2 separate regions of the Oryctolagus cuniculus genome follow, and region 1 is linked to region 2. A link is a contact called in public Micro-C data. All regions are on one chromosome and are shown on one strand. Each heading gives the region's core, a stretch centred on a gene start, on an enhancer-like site or on the middle of the called end of the contact. The rest is flanking DNA. Distances are from core to core; before and after follow the strand shown. Region 1 holds the start of CUX1 (cut like homeobox 1). Region 2 has its middle 43 kb from the start of CUX1.

Region 1 (7,061 bases), core at 268-2,767, 45 kb before region 2:
GCACGCCACAGTCCAGCGGGGGCCCCGGGGCTTCGCTTTGGAGAACCGGAGCCGAAGAGGCACCACGGAACGGCCCCACCACGCGCTCCATTGCGCCTGCAGGACAGGGCAGGACCCCCGAGGTCACTAGGGCCGTTGGAGCCGGCTGGCAGGCGGTGAGCGCCACCCGGACCCGCGGCCGGGAGGAAGCGCCCCTCGCCCGGCACCCGGCGCGCCGGGGCGCAGCGCGGGGCCTGCGCTCTGGGAAAGTTGCAGCCCCGCTCCTCGCGCCGGCACCCGCGCCCGCCGGGCGGTCCCGGACGCCGCGACCCCGCCGCACAGCGTGCGGGAAGCCCCTGCTGCCCCGCGCCAAGTTTCCCCGAAGCGCCCCCGCGGGGGTCCCCTGGTCGCGCAGGGGCAGGTCCGCGCCACTCGCGCAGGCACACAAAAGAGCCGGGCGGACCGAGGGATCCGCGGGTGGCCCCCGGGTGCTCCCCCGGACGTAAACAAACCCCGGGGTCCGTGCGGCCAGCCACGCCGGGCGCGGGGGTGCGGCAGGGGCCGCTGACAGCCGGGAGCGGCGGCCGGGCCCCCGGGCCGGCCGGCCGGGGCAGGGAGCGCGGGCGCCCGCCCGCCCGCCTGGCCGGAGCCGGGCCGCGCCGCCGCCGCCGCCGCCGGTGGCCGCTCTGACCCTCCCCCGAGCCGGCGGCACCACAGCGCCACCAGCCCCAGCTCCGCCGCGCCGGCGGCAGTGGCGGCGGCGGCTCCTCCTGGAGAGGCAGGCGCTTCACCCCCCACAGCAACTCCCCGCAAACTTTCCCCGGGAATACGGCGGGGCCGGGGGCGCGGGGCGCGGGCGGGCGCCGCCGCCGCCGCCGCCGCCGCCGCCGGGCCGCAGCCCCCTCCCGGCGCCCGCCGCCCGCCGCCCGCGCCCCGCTCGCGCGCGCGCGCCCCGCAGGCCGCCGGGGCCGCCCCCTCCCCGGTCCCGCGGCGGCGGCGGTGGCGCTGGCGGCGGCCGCGCAGGGCCCGGGGGGGCGCCCCGGGTGGGGGCAGACACCGGGGGCAGCGGTGGCGGCGGCGGCTCCCGGCGCCATCTTGGGCTGATCGATGAATTGAACAAAGAGGATCAATTTCTGATCAAGCGAGTTATCAATGGGGGCCGGGGAGCGAGAGGGACTTGTCCCCGACTCGGCCCCGCTCTCCCCGGCACCCCCCTCCTCCCCGCCGCCGCGGCCCCCCGGCGGCCGGGCAGCCCGGGGACCCCGGGGGAGGCCGCGACCGCCCGCAGCCCCCACCCCCGGGCGAGAGGCCGAGCGAGGAGAAGCCTGACCTGCAGCTGCTGTAAATCAAAGCGCTTCCAATATTGAAACATCGATCCCACATTGGCCGCCATCTTGAGACATATTGAGACGGAGTGAGAGGCTGATAGAGAGGGGGCTGGAGTTCAGGAGCCGCCAGGAGGCAGCAAGCGGGCGGCGCCAAAACCCGGCCTGGAGCCGGCCGCCGCCGCCGCCACGGAGGACGCGGACTCCTCCTCACGGCGCCGCCGCCGCCGCCGCCGCCGCCGCAGCCATGGCGAGCCCGAGCCGGAGCCGGAGTCGCAGCCCGAGGGCGCGGCGGCCGCCAGTCGGCCCGGCGCGCGCGGCCCCCGCCCCCTCCCCCGCGGCGGGCGGGTGCCCGGCCCGCGACCCCCGCCCCTCCCGGGCCCCCAGCCCCGGCCGCGGCGGCGGCGGCGGCGGCGAGGGCGGGCGCGAACCCGGCCCCGAGGGGGCGCTGGAGGGCGGCCGCGCGACGCCGGGCCCCGCTCACCTGAGGCGCGCCGGGGGTCGCGGGGGTGCGGCGGCCGCAGGGACCCCCCCTCCCCCTCAACTTGGGGCCCGCCGGCCGCAGCGCGCGGAGCCGCCGCGACCACCTGCCCGGGCCCCTGTGCGAGGGGCGCGCTCGCCGCGGGCGTCCCGGCGGGGACTCCGCCGCTAAGGCGACGGGAAATTTTTAAGTCTTGGGGCATTGGGGTTGCGGGGAGAACCGGCCCTTGTCCCCCTACTTGGTCGCTGCCCGCGTTGGTGCCCCGCACCCGGGCCGCGCGGTCGCGGCGTCGCCCCGGGAGACAGCGGCGGGGCTGCAGGGGGTCCCTGCGCCCCCCAGCCCGGCGGTCGCGGCTCCCGTTTAGGCCAAGACAGGAAAAGTCTTGGCAAGGCTCGCGGTCTCGAGGGTCCCCGCACCGCTGCGGCGGGGCAGCCCCAGAAACTCTATCTCCGGTTGTGCTCCGGTGCGCGCACCGACTGGGAAAGTGTGGGCTCGCTCCCTGGCCCCAGAAAGCGTGCTCCCAAGTTTACAGAAACCCCAGCGTTTAAGCCTCCCCCCCCCAAAAAAAAAAAAAACCAATTCCCTTTTGATTTCCTTCTTCCCAGAAACCTGGCCAATAAAAAAAAAAAAAGCCCACGTTTTGCGATCGTCGTGTTTAATTGATTACACACACGTGTAATTCTCCCGCACTTCATTTAACGTGTAATTAGTTAAAACAAATCCCCAAATTCCTTAATCTTGAAAATTATATGTAAATAAACTCTGCACCCGATGCAAAAATAAAACATGGAAGTGGGAACTCTAACTGCTTTTCGGGCGAGTATCGAGGGTTTTAGCGTCCATGCGTGGAGCGTGCGGGGAACAGCCGCGTCCCCAGATCTCGCCTCGGCGGGCTTCTTCCAGGGGAGGCCCCTGAGCTCCGGAGGGGGCGGGGTTCACTCTGCGCCCGCACCCCTCGACCCCACTCCCAGCACCCCTGACTCCAAGCAGGCGCAGGGAGCAGGTGGGTGGGAGCGCGTGGGAGCCCCAGACTCTGCGCGCTGCGTGCGGGGGCCGCGGGCCGCTTGGGTGCGGGGCTCCGGCCGCCGCGCTGCAGCTCCGACCGCGCCGCCCAGCAGAGGGCAGCGGCGCCCCGGCTACTCGGGTCCTCGGGTCGCGGGCGCACGTGCCACCCGCGCGCCCCAGGCCCCGCGCTGGCCACGCCCTGTCCCGGAGCCGGGCTCCCTGCGGGAAGCGGCGGCGGAGCCCCCACGCCTTCCAATCCCGCTTCTTGGCCTCGCCAGCCCACGCTTGGGGGCAGTTTGCTAGCTGCTCGCATGCGTGCGGTGGCAGGCAGGCGAGCCCTTAGGAATTACCCGGAAGGTGCTTAGACAAAATGTGCAGGAGCTTTAAAAAAAGAAAGAAAAAAAAAAAAAAAAGAAAAGAAAAAAAAATTCCCTCCCGTGGGGAAGAATCAGGGGAATGGTTTGGATTTGGTGCAGATGTTTTCAATCTAATTATCGTGTCGATCCCCTGGGTTTGAACCAAAAAAGTGAAATATATATGACCTGTGTAATACTCCAGAAGTACATCTGGTTGGAATTCAGGGTTTTGAATCCATGGCAATATTTTAAAAATAAGTTTGACGACTATTAAATATTCTTGTTACATTTCTGGTTATGTTTATATTATTTACATGCTAGAGAACCATGTAGAGAAAGCCTGCATCGAGTGGCCTGCGGATTGAAGTCTCTTTAAATAAAATTTAGATCACTCCTACCCAACTTTTGGGTTATAGAAGTCTTGCCGTCTACAGTCAGGGGGAGAGGCGTGTTGAGCCTGCGTTTACCAGCCACACAAAATATTACCGTGTTAAAATCACACAAGCTAAATCGCTGATCAAAAATTATGCTGAGTGAAGTAATCTGTTTTTAAAAAAAACTTTTAAAGCTACGTTGTCATCTTCTTGAGCAAGTACATAGACTAGGAGCAAGTCCCATCTATCCTATTTCCTTTTCTTTCCTTCTTTTCACGTCGACGGTCGGCCTCAGCATTGCCAAAGCTTGAGGGCCCACTGATCCGCAGAGAGAGGGGCTCCACGCTCTGTGTGCTCTGCTAAACACTGAGAAGATGGGAAGGTTTTAGGACAGAGATCCCCACGGGCACCTCCGAAGATAAAGCAGTCATCACCGCGGCCTCCCAAAACACTGTGTTAACTGAGTCTCCTTAGGATGGAGCACAGCCCCAAGGTGTGTGGTCACTTTGTGCGGCCACTTTTTGACTTTCAGGTTCTCCCTTTAGGGGAAGAAAGCTCACGGTCCCCTCAGATATGGGGACCACTGCCACCACGAGCTTCCAAAATCTCGGTCCACCGAGATGCTGTTTGTATCTTTAACTGAGATACAGCTTAGCACCAAATAAGGCAACGAAATAATACAGGAGCCAGAATCGCTCATGTTCTTTTCTCACTCATTTTATTTTGTCTAAAAAGAGAGAGAGAAAGAGAGGGAGAGGGGGCACATTGGGGGTGTGATCGTACTAATGTAACTTACAGAAAACTGTAAAGTACTTTGGAGAGCTTACTCCTCCCCCTGCTGCTGAGATGGGTGGGTTCTCCTCTCTCTTGGCATCTACACTCTATTTACTGAAGACGCTAAGGGGAAAGTTAGCAAATTCGCCAAACTATCGAATGTGTAGCTTATTACTACATTGATCTTCCTTTGATAGCCCCAAGAAAATGAAACCCAATGAGTCATTTCCTAAAGATTCAAATGTAGCCATTCTTCTGATACACAAACCTGACTCCTTAAAGGAACCGACCACCAAGAATGTCTCCAGAATCGGAAAATGCCCTACGCTGTAAGGCTTTATTTAATAAATAAATAAATAAATGCCCTCCCTGTATCCTTCATAGGCGAGTCTTTAGGTCCTTATATCGTATTTTAAATAGACACCAAAATTTAAAAAATTCAGTTTCACCTCCGAACTATCTCCAGGAAAAGTTAGGGAATAATCCAGAATTTTGACCCCACTATAAAGAAGGTGAAAAATATGGAAATCTTGTAACCTGTGTGATTGGCTTCAAGGGAAATGTCAGGACATTCTTTGTAAAACTCTGGCTGTGTGCTATGCAAACACCCAGAGAATAAAAGTACTCATTTTGTTACATGCTATCCCACCTACAGGACATAGTTCATTACTATGCCCACATGTAGGTGTAGTTTGTTTCATTGTAGCATTTTCTGGATACATTTTAGATCCGAATTTAGATCTAGTTTCAAATAGTTTCCAACAAGAAACATTTCAGACCCCCCAGGGGAAGCAATACCTAATGCTAAAGGTTTCCATCATCGCTTATTCACAAAGACAAAGATGTGGATATTTGGACTCAAGGCAAAAAAAAACGAATTCTGCTGACACCTTTAAACGAAACACAGTTTACTAAGTCAGATGGGGAATTTCAATTTTGCAAGAACAGAAGTTCCAAATTGTATCCAGGTCTTTACTCAGGGACACTGGGCTTAAATTTAGGACTAGCTGAATGAAGCCAGACCGAAGTTTTGAGCCACTTTAGATTTGAAAAGATCTCTTCCTTACATCAAGAGATTATGAATAACAGGGAAATTACTCTTCCTTTTGTGTTCGGGCAACCGGGGCGAGTACCTTCCAGAACCGTTTGGCACAGAGTATAGGAATAAAGTGAAGGAAGATTCTAGATTCTTTTATTTATTTATTTATTTTTGAGCTCAAGGAACCAAACTACTCTTAATTGTCTTGTTTTTTGAATAATGCTTTATGTTAATTATTTCTAAGTACACTATTCACTGTGCTATGTAAATACCCACGGAATAAAAGTACCCATTTTGCTACATGTAATTACACGCACCCTACATAATTCATCTCTACACGCCAAATGGATGTGTAGTTATATAATTGTACCAAGAACCTGCCAAACTTGTAAGAAGCAACTCTAATGATTTCTAAATAGCAGCCACTCCTATTCATCACCCTCCCAGCCTGTCTCTGGTGACAGCGCGGATCAGCCTCCAAGCCCCCTTCATTCCTGGCTCGCCACGTGCACTCGCCTTCCACTTCTGGACAGCACATGTGGGTGATGCTGACCCAGGTATATCTGTCTGCGCCTCTCTAATGATTCTCTTCTCCTCTGCTTGTCCCAAGACATGAATGCTCACAGCTTGGTCTTCCAAATGCAGGCGCCTTTGAACACATATCCAACTATATGGACGGCACTCATGACTTCGGGAATCTCCTGTCCCACCTGCAGCCTCTGGACCACACAAACTTCCAGACCCACCCCCTGCCCCCCAGCCATGAACCTGGGGCTCTAGTCTCTCTCTCTCTCTCTCTCTCTCTCTCTCTCTCTCTCTCTCCCTACCAAACTTACATACTAATATAAATGTTCTTGATATTTAGGGTTTATTAAAATAGCACCTCTCATGTCTCCCTTTTCACCTCCTCCTGGTCATCAAACGCCCACGTAAATGTCCTATTACATAGCTCCCTGTCTGGTATTGACATAAATGCATCCTATGTGACTCCCGCTGATGTCACTGCTGAATCACTAGAAATTAATTGTGTGCATACTCAGTAGCCTGGAAGGGTTTGCAATATGTAAAGCACTATATAAATATTATTATTATTATCCTGCTTAATGTAAAGTTCAAGTTCTATAGCGAAAACCTTTTAATTCCTTCTCCTTCCTTCTGAGAGATAGGAGCCATGGGCTTTCTATCTCTGTTGAGCTTTCATTATAAATATCACTCTTAGAATACCCACTCGCCACCCAGTATTCCCAGTGTACCTCCCCTGTGCCAGGACTTACAGTGTGGGGTCTTTAAAAAAAAAAAAAAAACAATTTGAGATATAGTCACAGCACCAAGCAATGGATGGTTGTGTTTCTGTCAGCTCCTACAGTTGGAGTTGAATAAGATTTGTTGTCATGAAATGTAATTAGATTTTTCTTTTGTCATGAGTGCTGTCAGAGTGTATATTATTTTTCCCCAGGTAAGAACAGTTTGTAAGATTTTTGAAACGTGGTTCTACTGGAAAAGAGGGAAGCTGATATTTCTAGCAGTGAGTAGAAAACTTTTTTCCTTTCTCGTAGCCCCGTTCATGCTAAATATCTGATCTCGTGTCAGATTTTCAGAGTCTGTGTTACGATGTCTCTGGAGGGTTACGTAGCGAGCTTCAACCAGGGCAGAAGCTCAGAGGAGGTGGACATTTGGTTTCTGTGGGCCTCTAATTTAGACACTGATTTCTATGAAAATATTCGCACG
Region 2 (7,136 bases), core at 4,184-6,683:
TGTGAATAGAGGGAATTTGGAGGGAGCCCCTTTGAGGCCGCGAGGGGTTCCCTTCTAGGAGTCTACAGCCACCTGCGCGAGTCGTCACGCTCAACACGCAACCCCGGAAAGTAAGCAGAGAGTTGGCAGGCCACCACAGGTGCCGTCGGTGCTTCCTGACGTGACAGCCGGAGCTGGGCAGCCCCAGCGCTGCCGGAGTTTCGGCAAGAAAAATCCGGGCTGAGACTCTTGGTGTCAAGGTGTGGTACCTGTGCTGTGCATGGCGGCTCGCAGGCTGCTTTCCGGCCTGTGAGCTTACTGGAGGTTCAGGATCACCTTCCCAGAGAGTGTTCTTTTATTCCCACTTCAGAGATGGACAAACTGAGGTCCGGGGAAGCCCAGGGCCCCCACCGAGCTGTCACAGTGCAAACTCCGCAGAATCAGATCTGGGCTCCTGTTCCTCTCTCCCTCCCTCCCTCTCTTTCTTTCACGATTTGAAAATCAGCGCTACACAGAGAGAGGATCCACCTGTTGGTTCACTCCCCATATGGGTGCAACAGCCAGGGCTGGGCCAGTCTGCAGCCAGGAGCCTGGAGCTCTATCCAGGTGTCCCACGTGGGTGCAGGGAACCAAGCACTTGGGCCACCTTCTGCTGCTTTCCCAGGTGCATTAGCAGGGAGCTGGATCGGAAGTGGAGAGGCCGGGACTTGACTCGGATGCTGGCGTCGCAGGCGGAAGCAGCTTAGCCGGCTGTCCCTCAACGCCAGCCCCTAAAGCCCCAGCTCCCTCAAAGGAATCACCCAGGGCTGCAGCGGCCGGTTAGCTCCCCCAGAGACTCACTCAAGGAGCGTGGGAGTCGTGGTGCTCCACTCCCCAGCTGAGCGCAGCCTCTGTGTGCTTGGCCTGCCGTCTGTTACCATAGCACAATAGTAGCGACCAACCGACCGACGGGGAAGTTCAAGTGCGGAGTGCTGGCATCTGCTGCATGTGCCCTAACACAGCAAGGGGGCGCCCGGCACTGAGCCAGAGCAAGCTGCTGCCTCGGGTCTCTCTGCCTCTCCTGGGGGCCCCACCCTCGTGCCCTCACTCCATCCTAATCCTTTCCCAGACACCATCTACCTAGGAATCTGGGGGCTACACTTCCAGGGGACACATGGAAACCGGAGCAAGGTAGGGGGTAGATGTGGTGGCCCGGCGGTGAAGTCGCTGCCTGGGACCCCTATGTACCCCAGCAGAGTGCCTGGGTCCACCTCCCGGCTCCTCTGCTTCCAATCCAGCTGCCTGCTGATGCACACCCTGGGAGGCAGCAGGGGAGGGCTCAAGTGCTTGGGCCCCTGCCACTCACACGGGAGACCCGGATGGAGTTCTGGGCTCTAGACTTTGGCCTGGCCCAGCCCTGGCTGCTGTGGATATCTGAATCAGTGGATGGAGGATCCCTCTTTCTCTCTCTGTACCTCCTCTTCTCTCTGTAACTCTGACTTTCAATAAAAAAAATATATTTTTTTTTGTTAGGCAGACAGAAAGAGAGAGAGAGAGGAAGCGAGAGTCCTCCCATCAGCTGGTTCACTCCCCAGATGCCCATAACAGCCAGGCTGAAGCCAGGAGCCCAGACGCCCTCTGGGTCTCCCCCGTGGGCGGCAGGGGTCCAAGGAAGCAGGCCATCACCACTGCCTCCCGGGACGCGATGCAGGCAGCTGCGGGGGCGGGGGGGGGGGGGCGGCTGCAGAGCAGCCGGGACTCCAATCAGGTCCCTCACAATGAGAAGCAGGGGTCACGGGCTGCGCGCGCCACGATGCCTGCGCCATTCTGCCTTACACCTGCGGTCTCAGCTGAGCATCTCGGGCCAGACACAGCCACAGGAGGACAGTGAACCCTAGCATCTCTGGCTCCTGGAACCCCTGGACACCCAGGCAGTGGGGTGGCACCTCTGGCTCTGCTGAGTGCCCTGGGGTGACCCTGAGATGTCAGGTCCCCCTCCCAGCCTCAGCCCCCCCCCCCCCCGCCCATCTGCAAGGCTTTGGGGTCTCCCAGGGGTTGCTGCGGGGGCGGGGGCGGGGGCGGGGGCGGGGTGAGGAGGTGGTGGGAGGGGCGAGCCGCCCTCTCTCCCCTGCACCAGCCTCCTGGGAAGGGGGCGGCTTTGGCCGCAGATTTGGCTGTCTTCCCCGGAGCCCCAGTGTAGTGTTTGTTCTTCCCTCCGCCTCCTCCGCCTCCTCTTCCTGTGACCGTCTGTGGGACCCCTGCAGTGTCCCGGGCTCCCCCCGGGGCCGCCCCAGCCTCCGCAGCCCGGCTCCCGCTCCCGGGCCCCGCCAGGCTGTTTCCAATTTGAACGCCATGCATCTTGCGCCTCGGATCAGAGGCACCTCTTTGATGGAACTAATGATGATCTAGGGCTCCGCGTTCCCGGACCTCCCCACGCCCAGATAAATCCTGCCTGTGCGCAGACAGGGGGCCCCCTGCCCTGCCTCCCGACCCCTCCTCCACACTGGCCAGGGCCGGGAGGCGCCTGCGGGAGCCCCCTCCTGCGGGACCCAGGGAGACAGGAAAAGAGGGATTTTCTCCAAGGCTCCGAGGAGGGTCCCACCGCCGGCAGGGGGAGGGCGGCAGCTTTTGAACAAGCTGCAGAGATGCAGGGCAGAGGCTGGAGGAGCTGGGGGCGCTCACCCATGGGCCAGGGAGGGATGGACAAGGTCATCCCAACACTGTTTGTGGGGATGGGGGGAGGCGGCAGCGGTGGGGGAGCCCAGGGGGTGTGAGTGGACAGAGGACCTGACTCAGTCCGCAGGGCCAGAAGGCTTCCTGGAGGAGGCAGTCATGATCTGGGCCTACACTGAGCAGATCATATGATCCACCCACCACGAAGAATTGAAAGGAAAAGGGGCCAGCATTTGCTCAGTGGCTAAGACCACCTAACTCCTGTATCACTGAGCCAGGTTCCAGTCCTGACTCCACTTCTGATTCTGGCTACCGATTTTTTTTTTTTTTTTTTTTTTTTTTGACAGGCAGAGTGGACAGTGAGAGAGAGAGAGACAGAAAGGTCTTCCTTTGCCGTTGGTTCACCCCCCCAATGGACGCTGCAGCCGGTGCACCGCGCTGATCCGAAGGCAGGAGCCAGGTGCTTCTCCTGGTCTCCCATGGGGTGCAGGGCCCAAGCACTTGGGCCATCCTCCACTGCACTCCCTGGCCACAGCAGAGAGCTGGCCTGGAAGAGGGGCAACCGGGACAGAATCCGGCGCCCCGACCAGGACTAGAACCTGGTGTGCCGGCGCCGCAAGGTGGAGGATTAGCCTAGTGAGCTGCGGCGCCGGCCCTACCGATCTTTAAAGTTTTATTTATTTATTTGAGAGGTAGAGACAGAGAGAATGTCTTCCATCGCTGGTTCACTCCCCAAATGGCCACAATGGCCGGAGCTTCGCTGATCCAAAGCCAGGAGCCAGGAGCTTCCTCTGGGTCTCCCACATGGGTGCAGGGGCCCAAGGACTTGGGCCATCTTCTACTGCTTTCCCAGGCCATAGCAGAGAGCTGGATTGGAAGTGGAGCAGCCGGGACTAGAACTGGCACCCATAGGGGATGCCGGCTCTTCAGGTAGATGCTTAGCCCGCTACACCACAGCATCGGCCCCTCTGGCTTCCTCCTCCTCCTCCTTCTTCTTTTTTAAAGTTTATTTTATTTTATTTGAAAGGCAGAGTTACAGAGAGGCTGAGAGAGAGAGAGAGAGAGAGAGAGAGAGAGAGAGAGAGCTCTTCCATCCACTGGTCCACTCCCAGATGGTCACAATGGCCAGAGCTGGGCTGATCTGAAGCCAGGAGACAGGAGCTTCTTCCGGGTCTCCCACATGGGTGCAGGGGCCCAAGGGCTTGGGCCATCTTCCACTGCTTTCCCAGGCCATAGTAGAGAGCTGGATCAAAAGTGGAGCAACCGGGACTTGAACCAGCACCCATATGGGATTCCGGCACTGCAGGCTGTGGCTTTACCCGCTATGCCACAGTGCTGGCCCCTCAAATAGATTTTTTTTTTTTTACAGGCAGAGTGGACAGTGAGAGAGAGAGACAGAGAGAAAGGTCTTCCTTTTGCTGTTGGTTCACCCTCCAATGGCCGCCGCGGCCAGCGCGCTGCAGCCTGCGCACCGCGCTGATCCGAAGCCAGGAGCCAGGTGCTTCTCCTGGTCTCCCATGGGGTGCAGGGCCCAAGCACTTGGGCCATCCTCCACTGCACTCCCTGGCCATAGCAGAGAGCTAGCCTGGAAGAGGGGCAACCGGGACAGAATCCGGTGCCCCAACCGGGACTAGAACCTGGTGTGCCAGCGCTGCAAGGCGGAGGATTAGCCTATTGAGCTGCGGCGCCGGCCTCAAATAGATTTTTTAAGTATTGAAAAAGAATACTAAACTCTAAAGCATGGAGCTTAGACGTTTGTCGGAAGCAAAACAGCTTCTTTCTAGATTTTCTGATTGGAAAACTTTGGGTAACTACACCAACGAAAACTTTTGATCTCTTCTCGGTTTTGATTCTGCGGGTGGCATAGGCAGTGACTCAGGGTGAGCTGTCCGCGGGTAAGTGGAGGTGCTGGGAGAAAAGGAGGAGGGGGAGGGGGAGGGGGTGAGGGAGAGGGAGACTATGTGTCGGCTTTCCTTGGAGGAGCTGAGCAAACGCAGGGCCTGTTAGCGCAGTGGTGGGGCTCCGGGTGCCTGCAGGTGGCTGGCGGAGGCGCTGTGCCCAAGTAGACCCAGGGAGACAGGAAAAGAGGGATGGCAGGGTCTCTGTGGCCTCCCCTAGAACAGGGCAGCGTGCAGTTGCCAGCATCCTTAGGGGCAGAAGAAGGAGGAGCCCTGAGGGAGGGGGAGGGGTCCCACACCCCTCCAGAAAACCTGCGACCTCCAACCTGGAGCTCAGCTGGGGTTCACCGAGCTGGTGCCTGCCGTGGCCGGGAGCGCGCAGCGTGCCCCTGAGCCTGGCCACTGGACGCGGGCGAGGAGGGGCTGTGCCCTGAGAAGTTGGGGTGCGGTGGGGGCCGAGGGGGGCTTGCTGCCCCCAGCAATGGGCCCCCCTCCAACTACTGAGGCTGAGGACCAAGGAGTAGCCGCGCTCTCTCTGTTGCTCTGCCTTTCAAAAAGCTGAAAATAATAAACATTAAAAAAAAAAAAAGAACCAGATGTGACCCCTGCTGGGGAGGCAGGAGCCACCTGGGCTGCTTCCCAGCCAGCCCCCACCTGTGCCTGGCTGGGAGATGGGGGAACCCTGAGTGGGATTCAGCGCCCCCCTCTGGGGCTTGTCTGCCCGACACCTGCTTGGGCCCTATTCACTCCCACCTGTGAGCCCCCATGTTCGGAGCCCCGCTTCTCAGAAGGGGCGAAGTGGGGCACTGAGCAGCCTTCACCCCGGCTGGGGGTGACCCCCCTGGCAGAGGCCAAAGGAAGCGGTGGAGGTCCTGCGGCGGGGGAGGGGGCAGCCTCTCTCACAGGGCCAGGTAAGGGGTCATGGCCCCTCTGCCCTGAACGGTGGAGTACGGAGGTCAGCGGCTCTTTTCCAGGGCCTGGGAATACAGTAGGTGCCCAATAAATGCTTGCAGCGTTGCACTCGGAGCCCAGCACGCGCTCTCTGTTCCGCCACCCTCCAGACACCCCCACCGGCGAGCGGGCGGTGGGGGTGGGGCGGAGGCCTGGTTGGGGGGGGGCGTCAGGGGTCGCCCCGGCCCGTCCCGGGACTCTCACCCCCGGCTGGGCAGAGGCTGGTCCCCTGAGGCCGGCTGGAGCCGCACCGGGAGAAGGCGGCGTCGGCCGTCCGCGCTCCTAACCTGAACTGCACCGGGCGGAGAGGATAACAATTATCGGGAGAGGTTAAAAAAAAAAATCATTATCAAATAACTACAGCTTGAAAAAGTTGGCGGGCGGGCCGGAAAACGCGGGCTGGATCACGCCGGGGACGCGCGCCGCCGCCCGCGCCGCGGTAGCCGAGCACAGCTGGAGCGCATTTGCGCGCCCTGCACCTGGGGGAGCGCGCGGCGGGCCGGCGGCGGCGGGGGCGCGCCTCCGGGGCTCGCTCGCAGCCGCTTTCCGGGGAGACCCCGTGCGGCGCTGGCGGCCGGGCCCGGGCGGCGGGGAAGGGCGCCCCCTGGCTGGCGCGCGCGGAGCACGCCTGTAGGAGCCGCCGCTGCCTCCCGGTGCGTGCAGCCAGGGCATTCCAGTGGGGACGTCCTGGGCCTCCCTTCTAGTCACTTGCTGTCCTGCGTGCGGTCTTGCCGGGGTCAGCGCCGGGCCCATGGGGCCCCCTCCGTGTCCCCTAGGCTGCCCACCTCCGTCCTGGCGCCCCCAGCCCTCTGTCTTCCATGGCCAGTTGTGTCCTGCAGGTGAGGCTTGGTATCCTGAGAGCCCAAATCATTCCCAATTTTCAGTTGCTGTTTTTAATAAAGATTTATTTATTTGAAAGGAAGAGTTATGGAGAGAGAGAGAGAGAGAGGTCTTCCCAAATGGCTGCAATGGCCAGGGCTGGGCCAGGCGAAAGCCAGGACGCAGGAGCTTAGTCCAGGTCTCCCAGGTGGGTGCAGGGGCCATTAGCAGAGAGCTGGATGGGAAGTGGAGCAGCCAGGACTCGAACCGGCGCCCCTGTGGGATGCTGGCACTACAGGCGGCAGCTTGACTTTCTGAGGCTCGTGCCAGCTCCTGGACAGTTGGTTTAATAAGAGCCCTGCCTGCAAGCATGAGGGGCTGTCCCTTCTCGGGGGACGGATGACCACCACCCTCTTTCTCAGGGGCAGTTCCATCCATTCTCACTTCTGTGTCATCCATAGGCCCCTCCCTCCTAATGCCCCTTCGCTGCGACGCCCACCACCCCCCTGCCCCGAGAAGTTTCTGGGAGTGGTCAGCCTGTGGTCCAGTCTCCTCATCCTCCTGTCCCTCCGGGTACTATGAAGGTGACCCCAAGTTCCCAGCACCCCTCCAGAGCTGGGCCTGGGGTCTCTGGCTTTGCAAACCCAGAGAGGAGAGGGGGCCGTGGGAAGGAGGGAGATGTAGAAGACGGGCGCAGGGACAGTGCCCCCAGCACCCCATGTGCCCAAGAGGGGCGCAGCAGGTGCTAACCAAGACCTAGGATTTCTCTCTGGGGAGGTATGTCCCACCCAGTCTTTGGCCATCAGGAGATGGAGAGTTCAGAAAGATCTCATTGGG

The links. A called contact is a pair of places that touch in the nucleus more often than the background predicts.
Region 1: a Micro-C map of ear pinna shows a contact between it and region 2, with 5 times the contacts expected there. The contact joins the promoter of CUX1 here to the enhancer-like site in region 2. A contact is called at or near these places in 3 of 6 Hi-C or Micro-C datasets (ear pinna, psoas muscle and an unstated tissue).

The regions. Positions count from the first base shown.
Region 1 is chr19:43,682,623-43,689,683 of mOryCun1.1, reverse strand. It overlaps CUX1 (cut like homeobox 1), which reads right to left and starts at 1,517. Exons shown (of 23, transcript XM_051837967.2): 1 at 1,310-1,517. The coding sequence starts at 1,372.
Region 2 is chr19:43,641,563-43,648,698 of mOryCun1.1, reverse strand. No RefSeq gene overlaps it. Among named protein-coding and RNA genes, the nearest start is that of CUX1, 43 kb to the left of the region's middle. Within about 2 kb of position 5,433, at least 1 of the 8 cell types and tissues checked has an H3K27ac peak or open chromatin away from gene starts, as enhancers often do. A contact at or near this core is called in ear pinna, where this site is marked.